Regions from separate parts of the Callithrix jacchus genome. Here region 1 is linked to region 2. A link is a contact called in public Hi-C data. All regions are on one chromosome and are shown on one strand. The core of a region is the stretch at or near the end of the contact, and the rest is flanking DNA. Distances in the headings are between cores, read along the strand shown.

Region 1 (3,114 bases), core at 33-2,532, 160 kb after region 2:
CTTCTGTATGTCAATGACAGGAGGCACTGCATAACCATCGAAATGCTCTGATTTATCTCATGAAATGAGATTACTCATACAAACAAAAGTTGTGAGAACTCCATGAGCAAGACCAGCTGCTTTTGGGGGCTGCCAAATTTTAGATTGTTACTTGAAAAGCAAAAAGACCAGGCAAACATCCTAGAGACAGACCTACTGCAGATAAGTATTGTAATCTTGTTCACTATAATTAAAACAGAGTGGATTGCTCATCCTGTTACCATATTGGTATTGGTCACATTTTAAAATTTAGGAGCTGGACTCAAGAATGATAATTTCATTATTAAGCTTCAAGAGTCACATTGTATTGTATGCATTGAATATCACAAAATCTAAAACACTGAAAAGCTAGCGTTTACACTCTGGACTCATATCCTCCTCAGTGGCCAAGGATTCCCACTGGCCGCTTTCAGCAGGGCTGTCCCCTGTGAAGGCAGGAGACAAACGAGGAGCGTTACGACTTTGCTCCTAGGACTTTGGCGCACAGTTCCCAAGAGGTCCAGGTCTGTCCAGTCAAAATCCTGAAGCCAGAACTGGCAGGTCCTGATCCTCCCCTTTTGCACACGAGAGGAGAAAGAGGCCCCGGAATCCCGACCTTGTCGAGTTCCGGCGCCAGTACCAGTTGGGCAGGCATCAGATGCCTGGGTTGCTAACAGCTCCAGGGGGCGGAGAATTCTGCTTGTTTTGTTAACTGTGGTTTTCTCCAACACTCAGTTCAAACCGGAACCAGGCAAGGTCTCACCTCGTCTCCCGGTCACTTCCCTGCTTGTTTGTTTCTTCCTAACTCTCAAGTGTCTTTCGCCCAGTTCATCCCCACCCCAGCAGCCCAAGGCTGGGAGGGGACGGTCAGGGTTCGAAGCCTGCAGCTACATTTAGAGGTTTTTCAGGCTTTGCTGGGAGGTCTCCCTTTACTCAGAAGAGCCGCGGGTAAGCTGGGCGGTAGCCTAGGTTGCAGACTGAGGCTTTGGACCTTGGCTTCCAAGAAAACCCCCAAAACGAGGAGCTGAGCTTCGCGTCAGTCGTTAATGAGCAGGCGCTTCTGGGCGGAACTTTTAAGGGCCCTCCCCGTCTCGCCCCACCCCCGTCCCGTTTCGCTCAGCCCTCGACCCGTCTCGCCCCGCCCCTGATCCGCCCGGCTGCGGAGGCGCGGGGCGCCCCCGGGTGGCCGCGAGCGGTGTTGCTCCTGGCGGGTGGAGGCTGCGGCGGCTGCGGCGGCTGCGGCGGCAGCGGCGGAAGGGGAAGCGCTGAAGTGGCTGGGCCCACAGTCATGGCGGAACCGGTGCAGGAGGAGCTCTCGGCCCTGGCCGCGATTTTCTGCGGGCCCCACGAGTGGGAGGTGCTGAGCCGCTCAGGTGACTACCCCCGCGCGCGAGAGACAGGGTGCCCTCAGGGGCCGTCCGCGTTCTCTCTGCGGCTCCTCCCCACCACAGAGCCTGGGCGCACCGCCTGGGCTCACGTTTGGGGACCGAGTTAGTTGAATGATGGAGTGACACGTCTGGAGGCCGGAGTGGTGTCGCAGCGGGCGGGAGTGTGAGGAGATCCCAGAAACCCGGAGAGAGCGGCGTCGCTCCCTGGGGCCTCTGTCGCGGGTCCTGCCCTGAGCCGCCGGCCTCTGCGGTGCGCGGCCCCAGGCCCCCCCCCCGCCCCCCGCCCTTCAGATCTCACCCTGGAAAGAAGCCTGTGCCGACGCCCCCTTGGCGTTCTGTGTCCCTGCTAAGCACTATGCCCTAGGCCCTCGAGAGCACTCCCCAGTTTTAACTCTACATGGGTATTTGGACATCTTAAGTTGCACGAGGGCAGACACATGGTACGTAGTTGGTAAACGCTTGTTGACTGAACATTTTAGTTTAGTCAGTGCTCAACCTTAACTTTATCTGCATTCTGTTAAGTTGATTGCTTTCTGATACTTTTCTTTTTTTAGACGGAGTCTCTGTCTGTCGCCCGGACTGGAGTGCGGTGGCTGGATCTCGACTCTCTGCAGCCTCTGCCTCCCGAGTAGCTGGGATTACAGGCACGTGCCACCATGCCCGGCTAATTTTTGTATTTTTAGTAGAGATGGGGTTTCACCATGCTGTCCAGGCTGGTCTCCAACTCCTGACCTCAGTTGATCCGCCCGCCTTGGCCTCCCAAAGTGCTGTGAGTGACCAGCCTGAGCCACCAGCGCCTGGCCTTCAGACACTTTTTTTTTTTTTTTTTTTAAAAACAAGCTCTTGAGGGCGTTATTAGTCATTTAGCCCACATTAAGCCCTGCTCCCAGCAGACTTTGACAGGGTTTCAGAGGCACTGCTACCCATGGCCTCTATGAGCTTGCAGTGTAGAGAGGTTCTTTTGACTATATTTTGATAATAGGTAAAACTTAGTTTGTCCCTAAATGTGGCTTCTATTGAGTAAAAAACAAAAACCAAACCAAAAAATAAAAACTGCCATTGATGAGAAAGCGCAGTGATGCAGGGGATCTTCAGTTTTCACTTAGCTTTTAGATACATTATGTACATTTTTGGCCCACGAGACTGATCATTCTAATGTTATGTTGGCTTTCTGACCATAAATTAGTTAACCTTTAAGAAGGTTACCTTGAAGAAGGTAGTCTAAAAATGAGCTGGATGTTGTGAGAAAACCATCTAAGCTTAAGATCTTTCATGGTATCCATCAGGTATGTTATTCCCTGAAGAACAGGAGTCGACTTCTTTTATTCCTTCTTGCATTCATCCGCCTACATCCACTCGTTGAGCATTGTTGTGTTCCAGGCACTTTGCATCTATTAGAGTAGTGGAGCTGCTTGCTTTTTAGTGCCTAGCCTGCCTTGTATCTTTTTGAAACAATTGTTTAAAATCCATATGAAGGGATTTACTCACTTTTAGTGTTTTCTTGTCGTCCCTCTTCTGATTGGGTTATTCTTCACCATCTCCCTCTCTGGCTCCACTGTTCCCTTTATTGATAATTACTTCTGCCTGAGGCAGCTATTTGAAGAGATCATCAGTTTTCCTAAATTCCTTTATTATGGCTCAGTTGGGAATGTCCTGGAAAAATGAACCTGCGATTTCCCATCACACCTTAAAGAACTGGTAATAGTCT
Region 2 (3,392 bases), core at 794-3,293:
CCAAGTAGCTGGGACTACAGGTGTATGCTACCACATCCAGCTAATTTATTTATACATTTATTTTTGGATTCCACTATGTTGCCCACTGGTCTCCAACACCTGAGCTCAAGCAATCCACCTGCCTCAGCCTCCCAAGTTGCTGAGATTACGGGTGTGAACCACCATGTCTGGCCTAAACACTTTAAATATGATCACATTTAATCTCTCCTGACCTCTCTCAACCCATGTAGAAACAGAAGGCTCAGTGAGGTTAATTAATTGCCTACGATCACCAAGGTAGTAAGTGGCAGAGATGTGATTCACCTATAGCATTATGACAACCTAGAGGCCTGTGGTCTTAACCCCTACATGATATGGAACCGTGGAGTAGCAGCAATTGCTTTATAAAGCAGGATTTTAGGCCAGGAGTGGTGGCTCATGCCTGTAATCCCAGCACTTTGGGAGGTCGAGGCAGGAGGATCACTTAAGGTCGGGAGTTTGAGACCAGCCTGGCCAACACGGTGAAACACCATCTCTACTAAAAATACAAAAATTAGCTGGGTGTAGTGGTGCATGCCTGTAATCCTAGCTACTCAGGAGGCTGAAGCAGGAGAAGGGCTTGAACCCTGGAGGCGGATTTGCAGTGACCGGAGATCATGCCATTGTACTTCAGCCTGGGCAAGAGTGAGACTGTATCAAGAAAAAAAAAAAGGCAGGATTTTAAACACCCTTTACAGTCTGGACTCAGTTTACCTCCCCGCACTGAACTCTACACAATAGTGTTCTCTCACCTCTGGCCATTCCAAGTGCTATCACCTTCTTTTCACACCCGCCCAGTCCTCAAAACCCAGGCTCTCCCTCATCTGACTAATTCTTGGTCATCTTTCAAGTCTCAGTTTAGCATCATTGCTTCCAGGAAGCTGCCTGTTTTAAGACCTGATAAAGTCGTGCCCTTTCTGAAGACTGCCATAGCAATTTGTACTTCTCACACAATTATTACAAGATTATGGCACTTATCTCATTGTGGCAAACACTCATTTTGATTTATTTTCTGTTAGTGTTTTTGTATTCTCTACTTCATTCACTGCTGTATCTTTGCATCTTTCACAGGACTTAGCACGGAGTCAGCACTCTATAGCAAGTAACGTTAGTCAGTTTTGTTATTTACGGAGTTTAGTTTAGTGTTTGGCCTAAAAGCTCAAAAGAGATCAAGTGAATAAAGTAATGAATTATACTTTAATATAAACTTAGTACATTTGCTCATACTATACATGTTCTATCTGGATGCAATCTCCTGCCATCCCCAAATGTTTACATTGTGTGTGTGTGTGTGTGTGTCTGTCTGTCCGTCCCTGTCAAAACTATTTAAAACTGTAAGCACCTACAGAGTTGGCGGGTTTAGATTGTATTACCTGACAGGTCAGTGTGTTGCTCACACTGCCACCCTGTGTGTATGGTTCTACAGTTCGTAGATCTTTGTTTTCATTCTCGTGCACTCTGTATATTTTTAAATGTGACAATTCATTCTGCCTCATTTATCATGTAGCATTCGTGTTTCCTAAACTAAATACACAATAGCTAGATTAATAACGCACAACAGCCATACAGGGAAACTACACGTTAGAATCAAAGGCTTCTACGTTCTCTTTGTTCACTAATTATTTGTTATAAAAACATACACTACAGAGAGTCTTAATTACAGACGAGTGTAACTTACTTGTCATAAAAAGACTCCTGGGCCGCGTCAGCAAACCAGCCCTTACCCTGGCTAAACTGACCGGTTCCGGTAGGGCAGAGAAACTACAAATCTCTGCATGCAACACTCCAACAAGTGCTAAGGGGACCTGGGAAGAGTGTCGCGGTGCACTCTAGGGTTTGTAGTGACAAACTCAAGTCCGACCCGTCGCCTCCTCGATACTTACCGGACCCAGCCACTACCAAGATACTGAGAGACTCCCGGGGCGTAACGTCCCGGGAATGAAGCACTACCCATATTCGCAGGATTAGGAAGACGGCCACAGCTCCTGCAGCCGCAGCTAGAAGCACACACACCATGCAGAGAAACGGCGCATGCGTCCCACTCCCGGAGCTAGCCGCGGTCAAAGTTCACAACTACGGGTGCCGAAGCGACTCAAACGCGGAGTGACGCACCTCCTGGGGGGCTGGGCTTGCCTGAGCTGGGAGGAGTCGAGGGCCGAGGAAGCAGCCCGGGTCCTGCTGACAATTCATTTTACCTCATTTAGCATGTAGCATTCGTGTTTCCTAAACTACGCAATATCGGCCGGTCGCGGTGGCTCACGCCTGTAATCCCAGCACTTGGAAGGCCGAGGCAGGCGGATCACGAGGTCAAGAGATGGAGACCATCTTGGCCAATATGGTGAAACCCCGCCTCTACTAAAAATACAAAACTTAGCTGGGTGCGGTGGCACGCGCCTGTTGTCCCAGCTACTCGGGAGGCTGAGACAGGAGAAGCACTTGAACCTGGAGGCGGAGGTTGCAGTGAGCCGAGATAGCGCCACTGCACTCCAGCGGGACAACAGAGTAGGGCTCCGTCTCAAAAAAATAAAAAATTAAAATACGCAATACCTAGATTAATAATGCACAACAGCCGTACAAGGAAACTGCATGTTAGAATCAAAGGCTTCTACGTTCTCTACGTTCACGTTTGTCAGCGGAACCGCGGATTCTGCGGGGCTGCGGCCAAGCGTAAGCTGAAATAAGGAAAGTTAAGCGCTGGGGAAGCTTGATTTACGCCCAGGACGAGGTCAGGCCGTCTGTACGCCCTAAAGGCCCTGAAACCCCCTAGTTAGGAGATGTTCTGGCTCTAGCAACTTTGTGAATTCCACCTGAAGCTAAGGGAACACATCCTTTCTTCTTTTTTTTAGTGCTAAGAGAAATGGCAGTAAAAAATGTTGCACACACAGGCATTACTGAAAGTGTTCCGCCAGTAAGGACCCTAGGCTTAGACATCGAATTTAGGGCCCTAACCCCCTCTCTCCCAACACCTGTGTTTTTAACTTTTCTAGGTGTTTTCACAGCTCTCAGTGTGACCACAGTAGTTGAGGGTGACCACCTCAAGGGAAGCCACACTCCTGAGAGGTGCGGAAAGCTCAGGGGCTCTAGGTAGCAGGATAGAAAAGGCACAGTCCTACAATAAACATTCCGTTAACTTTACCACAAAGAATTTCCAGTGTGTTTCTCATGTCCTCAGCCAAAATGATGATCTGTCAACACCCCCTGCAATCCCAATTTTGCTTATTATTATGTCTAATTAATTCACATTACAACAACATAAAATACTAAGATTAGGAACCCCTTAACTCCAAATATTGCCTTCAGTCCACCATAGACCTACCCGTAGGTTACGTTGGACAGGTATACGTTGGACAGATGAGTGAACAGGTTCAGCAAGG

Evidence for each region. Hi-C and Micro-C count contacts between places; a contact is called where the count stands out from the background.
Region 1: a contact with region 2 is called in a Hi-C map of skeletal muscle, with 5 times the contacts expected there. The contact joins the promoter of RWDD3 here to the promoter of ALG14 in region 2.

Annotation. Positions count from the first base shown.
Region 1 is chr7:133,194,464-133,197,577 of calJac240_pri, forward strand. RWDD3 (RWD domain containing 3) reads left to right here and starts at 1,283. Exons shown (of 4, transcript XR_013520277.1): 1 at 1,283-1,391. LOC144577056 (a long non-coding RNA gene) reads right to left here and starts at 917. Exons shown (of 3, transcript XR_013520278.1): 1 at 782-917.
Region 2 is chr7:133,037,992-133,041,383 of calJac240_pri, forward strand. It overlaps ALG14 (ALG14 UDP-N-acetylglucosaminyltransferase subunit), which reads right to left and starts at 2,044. Exons shown (of 4, transcript XM_035252210.3): 1 at 1,902-2,044. The coding sequence starts at 2,034.